Regions from separate parts of the Mus musculus genome. Here all the other regions are linked to region 2. The links are chromatin contacts, called in public Hi-C, HiChIP or PLAC-seq and promoter capture Hi-C maps. All regions are on one chromosome and are shown on one strand. The core of a region is the stretch at or near the end of the contact, and the rest is flanking DNA. Distances in the headings are between cores, read along the strand shown. Region 1 holds the start of Poc1a (POC1 centriolar protein A). Region 2 holds the start of Mapkapk3 (mitogen-activated protein kinase-activated protein kinase 3). Region 3 holds the start of Gpx1 (glutathione peroxidase 1). Region 4 holds the start of Ip6k2 (inositol hexaphosphate kinase 2).

The links. Promoter capture Hi-C pulls out the DNA fragments that hold promoters and counts their contacts. Hi-C and Micro-C count contacts between places; a contact is called where the count stands out from the background. HiChIP or PLAC-seq counts read pairs in DNA pulled down with a chosen protein or histone mark.
Region 1: a promoter capture Hi-C map of pre-B cells shows a contact between it and region 2, with 3 times the contacts expected there. The contact joins the promoter of Poc1a here to the promoter of Mapkapk3 in region 2. A contact is called at or near these places in 3 of 39 promoter capture datasets (liver, neutrophils and pre-B cells) and 1 of 115 datasets of contacts at active chromatin or transcription factors (astrocytes).
Region 3: a Hi-C map of neutrophils shows a contact between it and region 2, with 6 times the contacts expected there. The contact joins the promoter of Gpx1 here to the promoter of Mapkapk3 in region 2. A contact is called at or near these places in 1 of 39 promoter capture datasets (erythroid cells) and 1 of 484 Hi-C or Micro-C datasets (neutrophils).
Region 4: an H3K27ac HiChIP or PLAC-seq map of microglia shows a contact between it and region 2, with 4 times the contacts expected there. The contact joins the promoter of Ip6k2 here to the promoter of Mapkapk3 in region 2. A contact is called at or near these places in 3 of 39 promoter capture datasets (liver and pre-B cells), 1 of 115 datasets of contacts at active chromatin or transcription factors (microglia) and 1 of 9 other capture datasets (adipose tissue).

What each region holds. Positions count from the first base shown.
Region 1 is chr9:106,279,627-106,282,326 of GRCm38.p6, forward strand. Poc1a (POC1 centriolar protein A) reads left to right here and starts at 1,435. Exons shown (of 11, transcript NM_027354.2): 1 at 1,435-1,830. The coding sequence starts at 1,813.
Region 2 is chr9:107,288,465-107,291,164 of GRCm38.p6, forward strand. It overlaps Mapkapk3 (mitogen-activated protein kinase-activated protein kinase 3), which reads right to left and starts at 1,413. Exons shown (of 11, transcript NM_178907.3): 1 at 1,061-1,413; 2 at 656-932. The coding sequence starts at 880.
Region 3 is chr9:108,337,688-108,340,387 of GRCm38.p6, forward strand. It overlaps Gpx1 (glutathione peroxidase 1), which reads left to right and starts at 1,393. Exons shown (of 2, transcript NM_008160.6): 1 at 1,393-1,871; 2 at 2,090-2,655. The coding sequence starts at 1,626. The coding sequence ends at 2,449. It overlaps Rhoa (ras homolog family member A), which reads left to right. Exons shown (of 6, transcript NM_016802.5): 6 at 1-256.
Region 4 is chr9:108,782,364-108,785,063 of GRCm38.p6, forward strand. It overlaps Ip6k2 (inositol hexaphosphate kinase 2), which reads left to right and starts at 1,449. Exons shown (of 6, transcript NM_001379600.1): 1 at 1,449-1,507.

The DNA.
Region 1 (2,700 bases), core at 185-2,684, 1.0 Mb before region 2:
TTTGCAACGCCAGTTCCAGGGGATCCGGCGTCTTCATAAGACATCAGACATAAGTATGGTACATATACATACAGGTAGGCAAAACATTCCTACATATGACATTCCTAAAAAAGTAAAAATAAAAAGTCTGTGGCTGCCAGAGGAAGGAACGCTAGGACCACATAGAGAGACCTTATCTGGAAAAGCAGCAAACTGCTACAGCTTGGGAATTTCCTGAGAGGCAATTCATTTTGACATTGTAGGAATATACAAACGTGACCATCATGTTTCTGGCATGGGGTGCTCGTGACACACTTATTGACAAGAGAAAAACTGAAAACTGTTTATGGGAAGGCTGGGAATTTGTGAGCACCTATTTTTGTCTTGAGACTTTCACCTTGCCTATGTTAAATTAGCTTAAACATTTCTAATGTCAAGGTACCAATTCTATGCCAACATAGTTAAAATAGGATCAGATATAGATCCTGTATCTCTCATCAAAACACTAAAAGAATTATTTTTAATGGTGTGTGTGTGTGTGCCTCAGGAGACAAGAGGTGTTGAACTGCCTCAGAACTGGAGTTCCAGGCAGTTGTAAACCATCTGACATGGGAGCTGGGAATAGAACTTTCGTCCTCTGGGAGAACCATATACACTCTGAACCAATGAATCATTCTTTTAGGTCCAAATACACTCCCCCACACGCCAGTTTCTGAGTTTACTGTCCCTGCAGATTTAGGGACACAGTTTCAAGCCTAGGCATGTGGTAAGAAACCTCAGGACACAGCCAGATCCTAATTAGTGTTTTGAGTATGGACAAGTTGGCCGGCCCAGGAGAGATGATGGATGGAAGGTTCTTGAATCTTACAAAACATCCAGTTCAGGTCAGATGCACAGGTCACTCTGGGCTTCGGCTGCTTTCATTGCAGAAGGTGGAAAAGGACGGCCTCTGGTGGTTCCGCCCGACGATTGCTTCTTTCACCTTTTTTTTTTTTTTGGAGCTAAGGTCAGGCTACGACCCAAAGCCTTCTTAAGGCTAAAGAGTTCCGAGCAAGACGGGCCGCAGTCACATCCCCTCTTAAGACAAACGCGGAGGCAGGCCCTCGGAGTAGACGCATTTTTCCTGAGGTCACCCAGTAGAGAATTAAGAATTGAACATATGTCTTTCTGCACCATGGTTCTGACTCTTGAATGACTCCATTTTTTTTTTTTTTAAATAGACACTTAGGAGTATTCGCAGGAACGAACCATTCTGGGGTCCCAAGGCGCTAATAACCTGGTTCTCCATGGCGCCTTGATCGGACGTTTTAAGCCAAGAGCAAGGCCAGTCAGTATCCTCCTTCCGGGATACTTAAGCCTGTCACTCATAATGGTAAAACTCCGCCCGCCCCGGAGCATCTCGGTAAATGTAGTTCTACCTTTATTAAGACTGTGGGGTATAAGTGCTATGTAGAACTTCATTTCCCCGATGGCTGCGCGCTCCGTTACCTGAGCTAGAGCTGAAGGGCCGAAACCTTCATCTAAGATTTTTTTTTTTAAGTTCTTAGGAGGAAAGTGTGACAGCGAACTGAGGCTTTTGGCTGCTCGGCGGGTCACCTCATCTGGAAGAGCGGGAGGACAAGAGCTTGACGCCTATCGAACGACCCGACTTCCGGTCGGCGGACAAAAACCTAGGGCGCTTCTCCTTTAATTGCGGTGGGCGGGACGCGGCGACGCCACCGGCGTTGCTATTGGTGGCGATTGGGGGCGCGGAAACTGAACTGGCACAACTGCCGACCCAGCTATCTCTGGCACTTGGGGCACAGCTGGTCCTACCAGCCCGCTAGCCCCGCTATGGCTGCTCCCAGCCAGGTAAGTCCCTGGATAGTGAGCACCTGACTGGTTGGAACAATGGCCGCGAGAGAGGCGGATGGTGACGCGGGGTTCTAGGGTGACCTCCTCATCCAAGGTTACGGGGTGGATCCGGGCATTGACTTAGCACCCCAGGTGCCAGGCTAGATGTTAGACCACCAGGACGAAGAAATAAGTCTCTGCCTCTGGAATGTACGGCGTATTGAGGAAGACACCATCAAGGCCCGACCCTTGTCGTGGCCTGGGGCGAGCCTCGTAAGCTTGGCCTCTTGTGAGCAACAGGTCTTTTTTGGAGGTGACATCCTTTTCCAACAAGTAGAAGCAGTAGGCCATCGGGATGCCTGGGATAGCGGAAGCCTGCAGTGTGTCCAGGGCTCGATTCTGACCCCTCCCCCCACTCCAGAAAAGGACTTCAAATTGGTCCTTTAAATAAGAATTTGCTTCCACAGGGCCAGGTGGTACCTGATGCACCTGAGAAGACTTGGGTAGAAATAGAAACCAGACTTTTGAGTGCCGATTTGATATTCTGTTTACATTTAGCTCCACGCAGATTTTAGGGGAAACTGTTCAGGGAAGAAGGCATTGGGAAGGGGTGTCACTGATGGAGTCAGACCTGAATCTGCTTCTGCCCACTGAGCCTAGGATGGACACTTCCTCACCCTTGTGTTTCTGAGAGGCTCTGGTGAGGACAGGAGAGGGAATGAGCCCTTGCTCCTTAGTTGATTCTTACCCCTGAACTACCAGGCCATCTGTTAAAAGGCGTGAACCTGCAGGTGTGCTTGGGGGTGGAGCTGGGCACTGGGCCTCACCTTTGTTTGGGGTAGAGCTTTGTGGAATAGCAATGGCTTCGCTGTATCATAGAAATATCCT
Region 2 (2,700 bases), core at 163-2,662:
TTCTAGTAGTGAGATCAACTACTCCAAGCCACTCCCCCACCCCACCCACATCACTGTGCCATACCTCTAGGGAACCTTGAATATGATGTGATAAGTGGTTCTCCATCGTCTGTCCAGGGTGGGTCAGCTTATGAGCAAAGCTTGCCCCTTTCCACAAGAGGCCACCAACTCAACTCAAGGGGCCCAGTAGTCAAAAAACACCCTAAGAGGCTCATGGTCCCACCTCAGCGGGCAGGGGCCATGAGGAGGACAACCCTGCACTGAGCCTAAGGAAAACTTAGCCGCATCCCCATAGAAGGAGCTACCTGCAGGGGATAACTAAGAATTTAAGAGCATCCTTTGGGCCTAAACACAAAGCCCAAGCCAGAACCAGAGCGCACAGCCACACCCTCCTGCCTTCCGGGTACAACAGCTCTACTCACATTGACTCCTCCCCTCGCTCTTTGGGACACACCCTCAGTTTAGGTAGGTCAGCCTGTTTCCGTGTATGTGAGGCTAAGAGGACCACGAGTCTGACGCTAGAGGAAGAGTTTGAAAATAAAACAAGATGCCATGTGTAGATGTTTAATAGAGACCCCGGACACAGATACATCCACAGGTTTCTGCTGTTGGACCCTCCATGTCACCCTAGCCCTCAGAGAGATGGGTCACTAACCTTCAGGGCACACTTCTGGCCAGAGCGCCGATGGTAGCACTCCAGTACCTTGCCGTTCACACCCAGACCCAGCACTTGCTTGGACAACTGGTAGTCATCAGTCACCGCGTACTTCTTGGGTTCCCGTCGCACACCTGGGGCCGGAGCACCACCCAAGGCGGACCCGCCGAGCGCACCTGGCGGGGGCACAAGACTCCCCTTCTCCCCTGCTGTCTCGCCATCCATGGCCCCCACGGGGCGCTCGGAGGTAGCCCCAGCCTGGCGCGTCCAGAGGCACCTGAAGGAAAGGGAAAGAGTCACTCCCCACCGGGACTTTTTGGACACACCCCAGCTTTGGTTTCTCCAGAACTAGATTGACTGGGCTCCTGGCCCAAGACAAGCTGGAAACTGCCTGAGAGTACTTACGTACAGCAGGGGGAGGTGATCCCTCAGCCCAGGCACGTGTCAAATTAGGAAGGAGTCCGGCGCTGTATAGCAACAAGGTCTTGAGAACCAGCCATACAGAGACCCAAGAAAGGCGGACCAGGCGAAGGCGCACTTGGTGGCAAAGCACTACACGAAAATCATGGTGCAGGCGAGAGTGGGCAAGAGATAGTGATCCCTGGAGTCCGCTGAGGACCGGAGCCCTGGACCCAGAGTCTCGCCGCCCGCGTCCCACGTGACCCCCCACCCCCGCTTCTCGTCGCGTCATTCAGACTTGGGGCCCCGCTAGGTCAACCTTAAAGGGCCAGGCTAGTCCGGGTTGGGCAGGCCAGGGCAGAGCCCCTGGCAGACTCCGCCTCTGAGTCGAGACAAAATGGGGCGTGGCCTCGTCAAGTTCACTGTAACTTTCGCAGCGCCCTGGGACACCGCTAGGAGCTCCTTCAACTGTTGTACCAGCCTCCTCGGATTTTATCTGTGATCTAGAAAAGTTACAGCGCAAGACATTTTGTTTCTCTTGCGGGCTCTTGAGTGAAGTGTTCTTTTTGCTAGCTGCCAGGGGGCGTTTTAGACTCCCAAAATTTCCAGGTAGCTAAGTGTTTCAGAATTCAACTTTTTGAATGTTTAGTCAGCGTGCCCTGGGAATTGGCATGTTGTTGTCTAACCCGCCACTCATTTCCTGGTTTAGGGCATCTGTCTAACAACTGGCTAGCTTTCCTTTCTATGCACTTCCTGACTAACCTTTTGACTTTGCAATTCACTTGTCATTCCAAATAAATGTATTGGGCCACATTCATACTTCCCTGGACCACTTACAGCCCGTAGCCGTAAGTTGAACACACTTGGGACGCTCTTGAATCAGAAATCTCGATTTCCCATTTGGTCAGCTGCATCAACTTTTCACCTCGTGATTTGAGCTTTAGGTTCTAAGAATCTCAACTAATAAAAGTTCAAGTTCTGGCCATGGTGATGAACACCTGTAATTGCAGCGCGAGGAAGGCTTAGGCGGGAGGATTGTGAGGCTAACCTAGGTTACATCGTGAGGCTATGTTTTTAAAAAATAAAATTAGCTGGGCATAGTGGCCTATGCCTTTAATCCCAGCGCTCTGAAAGCAGAAAAAGACGGACCTCAGTGAGTTCGAACCAGCCTGGTCTGCAAAGAGAGTTCCAGGACAGCCAGAGAAACTCTGTCTCGAAAAACCAATCAATCTTTTGTTTTGTTTTTGTTGTTTTTTGGTTTTTTGAGACAGGGTTTCTCTGTGTAGCCCTGGCTGTCCTGGAACTCACTCTGTAGGCCAGGCTGGCCTTGAATTTAGAAATCCGCCTGCCTCTGCCTCCCAAGTGCTGGGATTAAAGGCGTGCGCCACCACGCCCGGCTCAATCAATCAGCCTTAACATTAAAATCCATTTCTTCCATCCAATTCCTCTATTCGCTTTAAATTTTTCCCTTCTGCACTTAGACCTTCACCTTTTAGCCTATCATAGATATTTTGAGCCAACTTTCCCACAAGTCTACAGAGCAGGCGGCGCCACAGGCAAGCCCTCTGAGCAGGTCTCTGCTGCCATCTACAGACTATATTCAGAACTGCAGCCACCCGGACCTCTGTCCCACCCAAAGGAGGCTG
Region 3 (2,700 bases), core at 143-2,642, 1.0 Mb after region 2:
TTGGTTTCCCGCCTGAGGCAGTTATACTTTGGAGGTGGCATAGCCTTTCTCACCTGGACTGCAGGGTCTGGCTCTAAGTCACAGTGCTCCTTTCTCCACACTGTATCCAAGTTGCCTCCCAGAGGAGCCACCAGTTCTTATGGGTGGCAGTGGGTGGGGGTGGGGGGGTCTCTTCTCTCCAGCTGACTAAACATTTTTCTGTACCAGTTAATTTTTCCAACTAATAGAATAAAGGCAGTTTTCTAAATTTCCTGTATTCTCTTGTGTGTTGCTTTCGCCGGAAAGACTCCCCTGGAGAGGCTTCTTGAATGGCACCAGCTCCTCCTACTCCCTCCCTCTTCTAGACTAACCTTTTGTCTCCTCCCAAGAACATGGAAGTGGTTTCCCTGTGACACGTTCAAATCTAAAAAGTGGAGTGGAAGCCGGGTGTGGTGGCGCAGGCCTTTCATCCCAGCACTCGGGAGGCAGAGGCAGGTGGATTTCTGAGTTCGAGGCCAGCCTGGTCTACAATGTGAGTTCCAGGACAGCCAGGGATATACAGAGAAACCCTGTCTAAAAAAGACAAAAAAAAAAAAAAAAAAAAAAAGTGGAGTGGAATGTCATAGAGGGGACATGAGGGGCTGGGTTTTCTGGACTAAGACCAAACTGCACTGGGGGCAGGAATCTAGGACCACTAGAAGCACGTGTTCTGAGAGGAGCTAGGTTAGAGTCTGGAGCAGGGAGTCCTGCACTGCTGTCCACCCTTACAAAAACAACCAAAAGAAATTGCCTTTGATAGCGCTGTTAGTGCTACTAAAAAAAAGTCAGGCATGGGTGGTACAAGCCTTTAGTACCAGCACTCGGGATGAAAGCAAAGAGACAGGTAAATCTCTTGAGTTCTAGGCCTGCCTGGGCTACTGAACAAGCCTTAGTACAGCCAAGACTGCATACAGAAACACTGATGAGATGGAGACACCCCCCAAGACAAAACAAAACGAAAACATGCACTTGGAGTTCCAGGCGAGCCAGGGCTCTGTAGAGACCTTGTCTCAGAAACAAAACACTGGCCACCTGATGCGACGCAGCTCCTCTTGAGTTCAATTCCCAAATTATCACCGAGTGGAAGGAGAGAACCAACTCTGACCTCAACATGCATGCTCCTTCGATTTAATTAAACAATAAGTGTAATTAAACTTATGTTTTTAAAACCCTATAACCTTATGACTAGAAACGTGTGGGTAAAGTTACACAATATAAGGGAGCTGTGCGTGAGCTGCTTTAGCCGTTGTTATTGCCAGAGGCCATCTTCCTAGGCGGGACTCTAGACTAATTAAGAAACGGTTGAGTAAGACAGAGCTGGAAGATCCCCGCCTAAGCAAGCAGCTTCCTTCCAGACTAGTGCTACAGGAGCTAGACCAGACCCGCCCTAGGCACCTCCAGGCGCTTTAGCCCGGCCGCACCCTCTTCCCTGTTCCTCGATGGGGGGAGGGTAGAGGCCGGATAAGGCGGGACCCTGAGACTTAGAGCTGGCTGCCAGCCGGAAAGAAAGCGATGCCACGTGATCTCAGCACCATCCAGTTAAAAGGAGGTGCAGGGCCCTGTGAGCGCTAGTACGGATTCCACGTTTGAGTCCCAACATCTCCAGTATGTGTGCTGCTCGGCTCTCCGCGGCGGCACAGTCCACCGTGTATGCCTTCTCCGCGCGCCCGCTGACGGGCGGGGAGCCTGTGAGCCTGGGCTCCCTGCGGGGCAAGGTGCTGCTCATTGAGAATGTCGCGTCTCTCTGAGGCACCACGATCCGGGACTACACCGAGATGAACGATCTGCAGAAGCGTCTGGGACCTCGTGGACTGGTGGTGCTCGGTTTCCCGTGCAATCAGTTCGGACACCAGGTATATGGGGCGAGATGGGTGGCCTTGGGCTCTAGGCTCCCACGGGCGGGACACCGCTTACTTTCTCCTCTGGTACTACAGCTGGAATGCAGGCCTATCCTCGGTTATACAAGGAGGGCAACTTCCTGGTGACTCATCGGGAAACCTCTGTTTTGCAGTTAAAAAGCACATTCTTTCCGAAATCCTAGCACATAAATAAATGCCTTTGTCTTCCCTAGGAGAATGGCAAGAATGAAGAGATTCTGAATTCCCTCAAGTACGTCCGACCTGGTGGCGGGTTCGAGCCCAATTTTACATTGTTTGAGAAGTGCGAAGTGAATGGTGAGAAGGCTCACCCGCTCTTTACCTTCCTGCGGAATGCCTTGCCAACACCCAGTGACGACCCCACTGCGCTCATGACCGACCCCAAGTACATCATTTGGTCTCCGGTGTGCCGCAACGACATTGCCTGGAACTTTGAGAAGTTCCTGGTGGGCCCCGACGGTGTTCCCGTGCGCAGGTACAGCCGCCGCTTTCGTACCATCGACATCGAACCTGACATAGAAACCCTGCTGTCCCAGCAGTCTGGCAACTCCTAAGGCGGCCCTGGCATTGGCTTGGTGATTACTGGCTGCACTCTGGGGGGCGGTTCTTCCATGATGGTGTTTCCTCTAAATTTGCACGGAGAAACACCTGATTTCCAGGAAAATCCCCTCAGATGGGCGCTGGTCCCATCCATTCCCGATGCCTTTCCACCTAATGAAAGGTGGTTTCACTACTAAGAATAAAGTGCTGAATATCAGAATTGTTTGTGTGTCCTGTGTCATTGTCACCTTTTGGATAGCCTCAT
Region 4 (2,700 bases), core at 199-2,698, 1.5 Mb after region 2:
AAACAATACGACAACAGCCATACGGAAACAGTCAAGGAACACACACAGCCAGAGGGCAGGCTGTCTATCAACAGCTGAACACTGAACCAGGAAGAGCCTGAACTGGGCAAACACTTTTGGGGTCGATTAACATGAAGTTGGCATTTAAACCTGAAACCTGGGCCTCTCGGTTCATGCCTGTAATCCCAGTAAGAGGAAGGTTGATGCTGAAGAATTGCCTTAATTTTGAGGCCAGCCTGGGCTACAGAGAGGGATCTGGACTCAATTAGTTAATATTTTAAAAACAAAACCACGACCCGGGGTAAGTGGGTATAGACAGAGAGGAAAAAATGTGAAAAAGAAAAACTAGACAGAACTGAACACAGAGCCATGAAGGCCTCAAGGGAAGGCGATTCCAAGAGGAACCTGTTGGTAATAGGAGTTTCTCTTGTCCACCTTTAGAAAGCAGGGATTAAAAAAATCTGTTTACTGCACTCACTGCAGAGTGTAGGTGCTTAATAAATACTTCAGTTTTAAAAACCTATGAGCTACATCTTTGCTAATGCCCAGGATGCAGGGTTACAACTCTGGCATCCTTTACAGAAAGGCCAATAGCCAAGAAGGAGGTCATCCCATGCCCATGGTTCCCATCGTGCTCCTTGCCTTTCCTGGCTGCGCTGACACTCGTTCACTCATGCAGGAGACCTTCTGAATGACACAGGCTCCAGACAAAGGAGTCTTGGATGAGCTCTATGCTCCAGACCTATCAATTTACCGAGGACCCTATACATCCCTCTGATCAGACTTCTATTGGCTTTTATCTTGTCTGTCTGTCCACTCATCTGTTCACCTGTCTAAACATTTTTTAAAAATTATTATAGTGTGTGTGGTGTGAGTGTGTGTTTGTGAGTGAGAGAGAGACAGAGACAAAGAGCCAGAGAGAAACAGAGCAACGGCTTGACCTGTTGAGCCGTCTTACTGGCCTCCTATAGAGCCATGTATTTGTCTATCGTCTGTAGTCATTCTCTCTGTTCCCTGCTGCTATCCCTTTATCCATCTTAGCGACATGTAGTTCTGTCCATCCATCTGCTAGGTTGACCAGCTTTGCAGTTTATCACAGAATGAATACTGGCCTTGACATTCCTGTATCCTAGGAAACTCCCCAGTGCGGGGCAAACCAGGACTGTCTGTCCATCCACCCTTACCCTAGGCATCCTGCAATCGATCCATTTGGCACACAGCCCATCAGTTACTTCAACTCCAGAACAGACTGGCCACCCTCCTCACTCAGGACAACGCCCCGCCTCTTCCCGCCCCTTGCCCATTCAGGAAGCCGCCCCAAGCGAATCCCGGCGCCCTAGCAACAGTCTTCCAGGCCGCCCAGTCCGCTTGCGCGGCTTCGGGTGCGAGCCAATAGCGAGGGGCCCTGGGAGCGAGGTTGGGGGGCGGGGCTGAGCGCGGCCGCAGCCATTTTGGTGGAAGAGAAACAATAGGACGGAAGCGTCGCGGGACTGGGCTGTGGCCGCAGGTAACGCCCGCCCCGCCCGGCCCGTGGCCCTGTCACCCCGGGGCTCAGGGGAAGAGGTTTTCGGTGCTGGTAGCGGCCGGGCTCCGGGATCCCTGGGAGGCTTGGGTTTGTGAAGGGGGTCCTATGGCTGTCATTGAGAAGCGGTCTCCCCCTTTTTTTGTGTAGTCATCCCTTCCCTATTTACGGGGGGCCATTGTACCTTGCAGTTACTGGGGAGAGTAGCGTTGCCCACCGAGACGGGGCAGAATCTTCCCCCCGGCATTGGAGGGTCTCCCGGAACCGGGGGAGGGGAGGGGGCGGGGGACGACGACAGTGTCTTTCTCCGGTTTTGAAGCGGTCTCCCTGGGTCTTCCGGTGGAGGACAGGATCTCTGGTCTCACAGAGGTCCCCCGGCCACGATCTCCCTGGTCTTTGAGGATGGGGTCTTTATCTTTGGATGGAAGGGTCAGCCCGGATCCTCAGGTACTGTTGTTACCTGGGCCTGCAGATGTGCAGCCATTTTGGGTGTTGAACGTCAGTTGTGCCAGTCAGCTCCTCTTTGATCCCGGAAAGGCGGGGGAGAGGGTGATCTGCGCATCCAACCTTATTGGTTTTTTTTTTTTCCCCTTCTTCTCCTTTAAGATCTTAAAATGGATCAGAAGGTGTCTTCTTTTTTCTTCTTCTTATGCTGATGCTCCTACCACGAGTGGGATTTTATTCATATTTGATAACAAGACTGCATCTATCTTCTGCATCCTTCCTAATGACTTGATTCGTTTTTAGGATTTTAATTTCTATCAAATATCAAGAAAGCTGTACTAGCGGGAAAATGGGGAAAAATGTAGGAACTGGTGAAATCTAGGGCTCTTCTTACACGCGAAAGGAAATAGAGCTAGTCATCGCATGTAAATAAACATTTTGTTAGCAGAAATGTACATAGAGCAAGAACAAAATAATTTCGAATATTTGTAAGAAAAAGTACTGAAGGGATCCAGAGGCAGTGGGAGGGGGATAAGAAGGGACCAGGGGGATGGATATGGTCAAAATACATTGTATACATGTTTGGAATTGTCAACTAATAAATATTTATGAAAATAAAAAGATCCAAAAGAAAGAAGCCCTGGCAGTTTTGAAACAGCAAATATGATGCAGACAAACATTTTGAAAAATTTAAAGGACCTTCCTTGTTGACAGCATTGTTGTTGATTTTCAGT